Linked DNA regions of Mus musculus: all the other regions are linked to region 1. A link is a contact called in public promoter capture Hi-C data. All regions are on one chromosome and are shown on one strand. Each heading gives the region's core, a stretch centred on a gene start, on an enhancer-like site or on the middle of the called end of the contact. The rest is flanking DNA. Distances are from core to core; before and after follow the strand shown.

Region 1 (3,088 bases), core at 343-2,842:
TAGGCCTCTGCCAGCGCCCACCTCAGCACACGCGAGCCACAGGGAGTTTTCTGCAGTCGCGCATTTGATCCGCTAGAGGGCGCAGGGGCAGCCGTCTCTTCAACAGAAGCGAGCTTGGCGGAGGTGGGATCGGGAGATGGTGGGGTGGGGGATGGTAGGGGCGGGGGTGGGGTGTGTGCTACTGGAGCTGGACCCACCTCGGTGCCTAGCCTCGGTTAGGGAACCCTGAGTTCTTATGGTCCCTCTTCGGGGAAGGGGATTAGGTTAGTAGACAGAGGCAGCATAAGGTTTCATTGGGTCTGCAAAGAAGATCTGAAGGATGGGTAGGAAGAAATGCGCCTGCCACTCAAAAAGGTACAGGTCGGGAGGCTTAGAGGTGAGACACCCCACAGTCTCTCTAAATTGTGACATAACAGGTGGCCTGGGTCTCAGCGCTTATCTACCCTTCTGGTCCTATCCTGGGCTACTTTCCTGTCCTCGGATGACAAGAGCGAGGCGATTTTGTACAGCATTTCTTTCTGCTCTAGTGCTACCCAACTCCACGGGTCCCTCTGTACTAAGTACACCAGGATGCTTTCCGCCTCTGTGACTTTGCACATGTCGTTCCCGCAGTCTGGGATACCCTTCTCCACTTCCTTCAGCTGAGCAACTCCTACCCATCAGCTCCCATTCATCTGTCCAGACTCAGCCCAGGCCTGTTAGGAGTTCCAGCAGCCGGGCTGAGTCGCTGTGCACCACCTGAGGACAGGCTCTGGTGAATGCGGCCCGGAAAAGTGATTGCGAAGCACAAAGTCTGGCGGCGGCAGAGCTCAACTGTCTGGGTTGGCGGGTCACAACGGCTGGAGGAGACTCCTGACATCAGCCCAGACTCCCACCAGCTGCTTGTGTGCCCAGCTTCGGGTGCAGAGCCTCAACTACCGCTGCCTTGCAGGGAGACTCCCTTGCAGGTGGTGGTGGTGGTGGTGATGGTGGTGGTGTCTGTGTTTGAAGCGGAGCTTAAGCTGTGGCCAGGAAGGCCTTAGGAAGTTTCTCTTTGTGGCCACAGAGCCCAATATGCTCCCGGGGATGGGGTAAGGCAGCGAGGGGTAGCCAAATGCCTTGGTTTGGAGGCAGGGAGAATTGGGAGACTCCACGGACTCGGACTCGCTGTATAAACTTTGGGCAAGCACTCTGCTCACCCGCCTCAGCTGTCCCGCCTGCAAAATGGGAACGCAGCAGCTCCACCGCAGTGCTCTCCAGTGGTTACACGCGGAACACCGGGTCAGGGCGCAGGCGGAAAGGGGTGCTCGGGCATGGGAAGGGGGGAAGCGGGGTTGGGGATGAGATTGTCCTCGAGCAGGGCGCTGCACCCGGGGCAACTTTGCCTCCAGCTGTTGAATGAGCTGGAGGAGGCGGTGGTGGGGTGAACTGAGACATAGCCCGGAGAGAGGTGGCCGAGGTGGGGCGGGGCCGGGGGGCGCGCTCGGCGGGTGCCCGGGGCTTGGCGGTCCGCGGTGCAGCCACCTCACAGGGCGCTGCAGCTGCAGTAGCGCCAGAGCCCAGCGCGGCCCCCGCCCCGTGGCGTGTGTCTGGGAGCGCGCTTGTGGCCGTGGAAGCAGACGGCGGAGGGGCGGGAGGGTCTGCAGCGGAGAGAGGCCTGTGAAGGGATCTGGCTACAGAGCCGGACGGACCGACAGACGCAGTGATCGCCAGCCCCTGAGGTCCTCCGCCCAGCACCCGGGCCCTCTGCGGGCAGCAGCCCTACGCGGCGGGAGGCGGGGGTGGCAGTGTCTGCGCGCACACGCACGCTCACAGACACACACGCCCGGGCCACGCCACAGACACACGACACGCACAGAGCCACGGCCGGCCGCCGCGCACACTCGCACCCGCGCTCACGCTCGCTCTCCGGCGCAGGCCCCGCAGCAGCCGCTGCCGGGAGGTGGTGGCATCCCGCTCGGATCCCAGTCAGGACTGGAGGTGAGTGGATTCCTCCGGATCCGAGTGCTGCAGGCGGCTGGCGGGGACCCCGGGAATCCAGGCTGAGCTGAGGGCTCCCTGGCCGCCAGCGGGGGTGGGGCTTGGAAAGGGACCTGGGAGGGGAGGATGAGGCAGGGAGAGCCACTCTTCTTGGTTCTTCTTGGTCTGGGGATCCCCCATAAGACCCCCAAGGGACCACCCTGCGCAAGGTGGTGGGGGAGAGGCTGGGCGGAGGCGTGGTGGGAGGGCAGGGAGGACGAGCGTCGAGGTGAACATTTTCGCGGTGGTGATGCAGAAGCTTGAGCAGGGTTTTGCTAGCCAGTACCACGCCGCACCTCTCTGGCCCCCATTTTGGCGAACCAGAGCTCCGGCCCGCTTTTCACTGAGTCGTGGCGGGTCAAGGAATTCATCTCACTGGTAAGGGGGGCTTCACAGGGTGGCTAGATCTCTAGCCCAGGGGGAAGGGACCGGCTTTCGACTTGCCCCCTATCTCTCAGGGGCACTGTGAATGTAGTAGGGGGACCAGAGTTAGGGTATGCTGGGACCCTTGCAAGGACTTGGATTTTTTTCCCCTCGGCAGGGCTGGTGTGGGACAGAAGCACCAGCATAAACGGACAGACTGCAGCTCTGACTGAGCCCCACCATTGCCTAGTGGTGTGTGTGTGTGTGTGTGTGTGTGTGTGTACTGCTACTGGCTAGGAGGGGGTAGAGGGTGGGTGTGTTGGCTGGTGGGGTGGTATATGCATGTGGAAAGGATGTGTATTGACTCAGGATAGACCCCCATTGCCACACAGACACACACACAATCTGTGGCTCAGCAGGGCTTCCTTGGAATATTTGGAGGGGAGAGAGCTTGTATGTGTCTGTGTGTCTGTATGTGCCTGTGTGCGTCTCTCTCTCTCTCTCTCTCTCTCTCTCTCTCTCTCCCTCTCTCTCTCTCTCTCTCTCTCTCTGAATCTGCGTACTTGGGGAGATTGTGTGGAGGAGGATAGAGGCTGCCAGGCCTCGGTGTGTCAGGCATGACCAAGGAGAATGAGCCGGGGACACTGCTCAGAATCTCAGCCAGATCTGGATACATGTGGTACTTAAGGGTACTTCCCAGGGCTCTGGACTCTTCTTACCCTGCAGC
Region 2 (2,793 bases), core at 132-2,631, 1.2 Mb before region 1:
GGGGGAGGGTGGGAGAGGGAGACAAGAATGTAAAGAACAGCAACAACAACAACACAGCCAAACTACCACCACCATCACAATAAAATTCCACAATATAATAACAACCAAAAATCAGGAGACAGGGGGCTGGTGAGATGGCTCAGTGGGTAGGAGCACCTGACTGCTCTTCTGAAGGTCAGGAGTTCAAGTCCCAGCAACCACATGGTGGCTCATAACCATCCGTAACGAGATCTGACTCCCTCTTCTGGAGTGTCTGAGGACAGCTACAGTGTACTTACAATAAATAAATCTTAAAAAAAAAAAAAAAAATCAGGAGACAGAGTCTGGATCCCTTCCCTCAAAGCTGGCTAGGTATTAGTGGCCTGGGAGGACCCCAGGCTGGACCCTTTCCCTCATAGCCAGCAGCCTGTAGAAAAGAGCTGGAAAAATCAGACGTCTATCAAGCCTTGGTCAGAAGAATGGGATCGGAGGCTTATCTCTGACTCTGGAAGGAGAGGTGACATCTGGGACTGGTTACAAGGCCACACCCAGGGGACAAGGCTATTAACAGATAATTGCTGATAACTGGCTTCAGGAGCCCTAATCCTGGAGACAGACAGCTGGCCAGGGGCTTTCTGTTGAAGACTGAAGACATGCTATTCTGTGATATGACTGTCGCCTCTCTCTATACAGGTCTATCCATCACTGGACAGGACAAAGTTGCTCAGGGTGAGGTGAATTGGTTCGAAAGACGGGCCAGGGAGATGGTTCAGCGGGTAAAAGTATTAGCTTTGAAGTTAAAGCCTGCATTTCCACCACACCCACGCATGCACGCACCACTTGCAGCTGGGCTGCCCACGGGACAGTGGCCTCCACCGACATCACAGGCACCAGGAGAAGGGACAAAAATCAGAATGTCACCCAAGGGAGTAGGCAGTATAACTTTCTTCTTATATGTAGGTTTAAAATACACTCACATCTCTCTCTTTCTTTTTTTTTTTCTTTTGTTTTTTTCGAGACAGGGTTTCTCTGTGTAGTCCTGGCTGTCCTGGAACTCACTTTGTAGGCTGGCCTTGAACTCAGAAATCCGACTGCCTCTGCCTCCCGAGTGCTGGGATTAAAGGCGTGCGCCACCACACCCGGCCACTCACATCTCTTGCCATTGGGCATGTATACATATGTGTATGTGTTCTGAATTAATATGTGCATGTCTGGGGGTCAGGAGAAGGCCTTGGATTCCCAGAAGCTGTAGTTATAGGTGGTTGTGAGCCATACCATGTGTTTGCTGGTAGCAGTTGGTCCTCTGTGGAAGGTGACAAAGGTTCTTAACTGCTGAGCCATCTCTCTCCAGTGCCAACCCCGCCCCCTATTATTTCTCTTTTTCTCTTAGCTGACTGGTGTGGTTCCGAGAAGTCTCCACAAGCATCCAGGCAATGGGTGTGTTAGGGGAATTTCTCTTTACCCTTTCCCTTTCCCAGCTCAGAGTGGCTACTTCTGGAAAGGTGGTTCACATTGCCTTAGAGAGTGGTCCCCTCTTCTCCCAGTATCCCCTGAGGTTGGGTTAAAACAGCACGGATATTCTAGGACATCTATCGAAAGTTCTCCATACATGGTCGTCCAAAGTCTGCTTCCATGGATTTCTCTTTAAAATTTGAAGCCCAGACCAGCCTAGCCCTGGATCAGCATGAAGACCCAAAGGCGAGTAACCCCAGACTGAGAAGTCTCAACAGGAAGAAATATGGGTGACGTGGAGAGGGGTACAGGGTGGCCAGTTTAGAAGCAGCTATAAGGTAACCGAAGCGGCTCAGAACAAGGACCCTCGAGGGGAGTGGGAGCTACGGAGTATCCTGGAGAATGTGAGAGAGGAATCGGGAGCTGGGGACCTAGAGGAGAGGCTCGGTATACAGCAAAATGGGGGCCACCAGGAAGAGACTGCAGTGAAAATTTTGGAGGAGCGGGGCCAGCGGTACCTGATCGGTGAATAGCATTTGCGATGGCTGCATCCCAGACAGAATGGTCCCATCCCAGCTCTGGGCCCCAGGCGCTGGGGTTGCATTTTCTGTGAGCAGGCTATGGAAGACCCCCAGAAGTGAAACTGACCTCCCGGGCCAAGTGAATGCAGGCCCCACCTTCTTCCTGCATCAGCTCCCGGAATGGGAGGGCTCTAGGCGATCAAGCCCAGAAGGCTCCTGCCCACCTCTTTGTCCCTTGGCTTGGCAGAGACCTGCTCCTCTGTACAGCGGCCCGCGGGGATCGCAAAGAGAAAGGGAAACTAACTGATGGTAGAGAGAAGCTGATGCCGACCGCGGTGAGGGTAGGACAGACGCCCCAAGGGTGGCCCCAGGCGTCTCCATCCAACCTGCCTAGACCATCCTGTGCCGAGCTTGCAGCCAAAGCTGCCAGTTGAACCAAGGGTTTGACTCTGTAGGTGTTAAGGAGTGGGGACCCTTACATTTTCTCCCTTCGGCTTAGGAGGGGAGGGGACAGCCTGGCTTCGCATTTCTAATTGTGGCTTGGATTTTGGCACCCTTCACCTCTAATTTCCCAACTGCCCCAGGTGTGGAGCTAGACTGAGATCAACGGGGAGCACAAAAATGGATCATTGATGGCTCCGAATCAGCCAGCAGCAGGTGGCCGAGCTGGTATCAGAGCCCGTCATCCAAGCTTGTTTCCCTGCAGATGAGGGAGACCGAAATGAGTTTACTGTTCTCACAGACCTGTGTCTCTCGAGGGCAGTAGCGTGGACCAGTCAAATGTAGCAAGTGCACGCTTCTGGTTATTGAGGTTCAGCTAGCGTTCTTTGGAGGAGTGAAT
Region 3 (3,087 bases), core at 40-2,539, 1.5 Mb before region 1:
GTCCCACCATGCTACACACCATCTCTCAACACACCAGAGAGCACATCTCTCGGTCCTTTCTCTTACTATTTCTTCAGCCCTGGGAACTTTTCCGTCTTCCAGTAGGTTCTTCCTCCCTAGAGCAAAGAGCCCCTCTTTCTAACTTTCCCAGAAACCCTGCCTATCTCCTTAGCGTTGGGCAGCACTAATAATCCTGGAGTTGCCAGCTCCCAGAAGGAGAGAGCCTTGTCTTGCTCTCCCTGTCATCCTCACGGTTGGCTCATTGCCTGGACCTTTAATAACTGTGTCCCTCCAGGTCAATCCCCCATGAAGGCATTTCTGCACCCGTGTCCCAGAGATGATGGAGGACCACAGAAAAATCCCAGTAGGGAAAATGTTCCTGCCTACATCCCCCTTCTGAGTTCCGCAGGCGAGGGAACATCATCAGACCTCAGGCCATCGGAGATGACTGGGGCGCAGCAGTCAGAGATGCTGCGCCCCAGCTCAGGCACCCCCGCCACTAGCACAACCAAGCAAGCTCCCCTCCCCACCCCAGCCCGGTTCTAGAACTATTTGTAGATATTTATAGCGCCCTCCCCCAGCCAGGAGCCCTCCTCCGCCCTGGGCAGTGCAGTGCAAAGAGAGGGAGACCCCTCCCCAGTAGAAGGTGGGGGCCTCTCATGCTAAGCTTTTCCCTGCTCCCCACTAAGGCAGCTGTAGTTACAGCTCCAGCCACAGCCCCCACACTCGCCCAGCACCCCAACCGCGCCTGGGCCTCGGCCAGCAGCCGCAGCAGCCCGGGATCGGGGGTGGGGAAGGCAAGAGCTGAGGCCTCGCGCCCCCAGCCCCGAGCTGCGCCGGAGGTGGAAGGGAGCGCAGCGCACAAAGCATGGCTGGAGCTCCGCGCCTCGGGACGCCCCCACCCCACCCCGGTCCAGCCAAGGGAGGGGGTCGCCGCGCCAGGCTCTGCCCCGCGGCCACGGAGAGCTGCGGAGAGCAGGCGGGTGGGGGCAGGGGGCGCCGGTTAAGCAGTCCCCCACATCTCGCCCCTACTCGGCCCCATGCCCCCGCCCCCGGGGCTGCGGGACCACCACGGGGGGAGACGGGAGTGGGGAGGACGCGGAGGCGAGGCCTGGGGTGCGGGGAAGATGCAGGGCTGCGGCGCGGGTCCCCGGCTCCAGGGTCAACTCACCCATCGTCCGCTGGGTCTCAGCAGCGGCGGTAGAAGCAGCGGCGGCGGCGGCTCCGGGGCCCCCGGGGTCCCCGGCGGGGAGATGCTGGCGTCCGCCGCAGCCTCTCCTCGCCCCATCCCGGGCTCCGGCGGCGGCGGCTGCGGCGGGCGCCCGGCATCGCAGGCAGCGCGGCCCGGGCCCGGCCCGATCCCCGCCCCCCACCCCACCTCCACCCCGTCCCGCGGGCCCGGCGCGGCCGCTTGACTGCACCCCGGGGCGGTAGCGGGGGCGCGGCGGCGAGGCCGAGCGCTGCGCTGGAGGTGCCCGCTCCCGCCGGCCCCCGCCCCGCCCCCGCGCGGCCGCGTCCCCTCCCCCGCCAGCCGGGCTTTGCGCGCTCCGGGCCAGGGGCGCCTGGACCGCGAGCTCCCGCCACCGCCCCGCGCCTCTTTCGTGTGTATGTGTGTGTTTCTGTGTGTGTGTGTGTGCGCAGCAATCGGACGCGCGAGTGTGCGCGTGCCCTGCCTGTGACCGTGCGTGCGCCGGCCCACTGCCCGGGCGTCCTGTGCGGGTGTGTGTGCTGTGTGAGGCGGAGCTGGCCAAAGTGCTTGTCGGGCTCTGCGTGTGAGTGGATCTGTGTGTCTGTGTTCTGCAGCGTGTGATAGATTGGCCCTTATGTGCATGGGGTGTGTAGATAGATCCGTACTGTGGCGTGATTGTGGGCATACTGTGGCTGGGGGCACAGGCCTCCTGTGTGGTGGTGTGACAAAGTCCTGACCGGTGTGTACATCACTGTAGCCCTATGCAGAGGCCTGGTACAGGAAAGCGTCTAAAACACTGGGTACTGGGTCGACACAGTGTCCGTGCTAGTTTGTGTCTTGCTCGGATGTGTTGGCCTCTGTACATCCTTCTGCCTCCACCCTCTTCATCAATGCACAAAGCCACCCATGAGGCGCAGAGGGTGACAGAATGTGCTGGATCTGGGATTCAACCCCAGACTTGGAGGTTTCTCCATTCTTCTTCCCCACCCCCCACCCCCAGGATGCTGCTTATAATGGGCATCTCTAGCACTCAGGTCACCTATGATAGATTTATTTATTTTGTTTTTTCAAGACAGGGATTCTCTTGTGTAGCCCTGGCTGTCCTGGAACTCAACTCTGTAGACCAGGCTGGCCTTGAACTCACAGAGATCTGCCTGCCTCTGCCTCCTGAGTGCTGGGATTAAAGGCGTGCACCACCAACACCCGGCTCTAAATGATCTAAATATCCCCAGAGCCCTGCTGGATTGCAGTCAGAAGCACCTGACATGGGTGCTGGGACTTGATCTCAGATTCTCTGGAAGGGTGCTCTTAACCACTGAGCCATTTCTCCAGCCCTGACACTTTTTCTTGATTTGAGGCATTCTGTTGTGACCTAAAAACCAGTACACCACCTCTATAACTTGTCTCCCTCTCAAGGTTATCAATTTGTCTGAATGTATTTACTTATTGTGGCGCTGGGAATGAAACCCAGACCCTCCCATATGCCAGCCAGTTACCATAGGTTATATTCCACACACAACTTGCATGGCCTTTGATTTCAGTATAATGCAAAACACTCCCATTTGCCTGCCCTGAGCCTTCTGCATTAGGAGGCAATGAGAAGTACCACCCCCTGCAGTTGTGTGGAGGAAAAGAGATGGCCTGGCCTTGCCCTGCACAGAGTTGGACACATCTGGAAGGTTCTGGAGACCTGCTGCTTGCTCTCTCTCCCCACCCCGACCCCCCACTCACCCTTGGATCTTTGTTTTCCTTCCTTTTCCAAATTCCCAAGCTTCTTGGGAGGCCTCTGGGAAGGAGGAGGAGCTGTCTCGGTTAGGGTCATACCAAAGTCCGCCTCCGTGTCTTGGGGTTTCTTTCCTGGTCTTTTGGGACAGTGTGGTGAGTACAGATTTCCCCAG

Evidence for each region. Promoter capture Hi-C pulls out the DNA fragments that hold promoters and counts their contacts.
Region 2: a contact with region 1 is called in a promoter capture Hi-C map of liver, with 3 times the contacts expected there. The contact joins the promoter of D730005E14Rik here to the promoter of Elfn2 in region 1. A contact is called at or near these places in 2 of 39 promoter capture datasets (both in liver).
Region 3: a promoter capture Hi-C map of liver shows a contact between it and region 1, with 6 times the contacts expected there. The contact joins the promoter of Mgat3 here to the promoter of Elfn2 in region 1. A contact is called at or near these places in 1 of 39 promoter capture datasets (liver) and 1 of 115 datasets of contacts at active chromatin or transcription factors (pancreatic cancer cells).

What each region holds. Positions count from the first base shown.
Region 1 is chr15:78,717,275-78,720,362 of GRCm38.p6, reverse strand. It overlaps Elfn2 (leucine rich repeat and fibronectin type III, extracellular 2), which reads left to right and starts at 1,592. Exons shown (of 2, transcript NM_001358692.1): 1 at 1,592-1,959.
Region 2 is chr15:79,891,726-79,894,518 of GRCm38.p6, reverse strand. It overlaps D730005E14Rik (RIKEN cDNA D730005E14 gene), which reads left to right and starts at 1,381. Exons shown (of 1, transcript NR_030675.1): 1 at 1,381-2,793. It overlaps Apobec3 (apolipoprotein B mRNA editing enzyme, catalytic polypeptide 3), which reads right to left and starts at 2,111. Exons shown (of 8, transcript NM_030255.3): 1 at 1,950-2,111. The coding sequence starts at 2,002.
Region 3 is chr15:80,171,923-80,175,009 of GRCm38.p6, reverse strand. It overlaps Mgat3 (mannoside acetylglucosaminyltransferase 3), which reads right to left and starts at 1,289. Exons shown (of 2, transcript NM_010795.4): 1 at 1,172-1,289.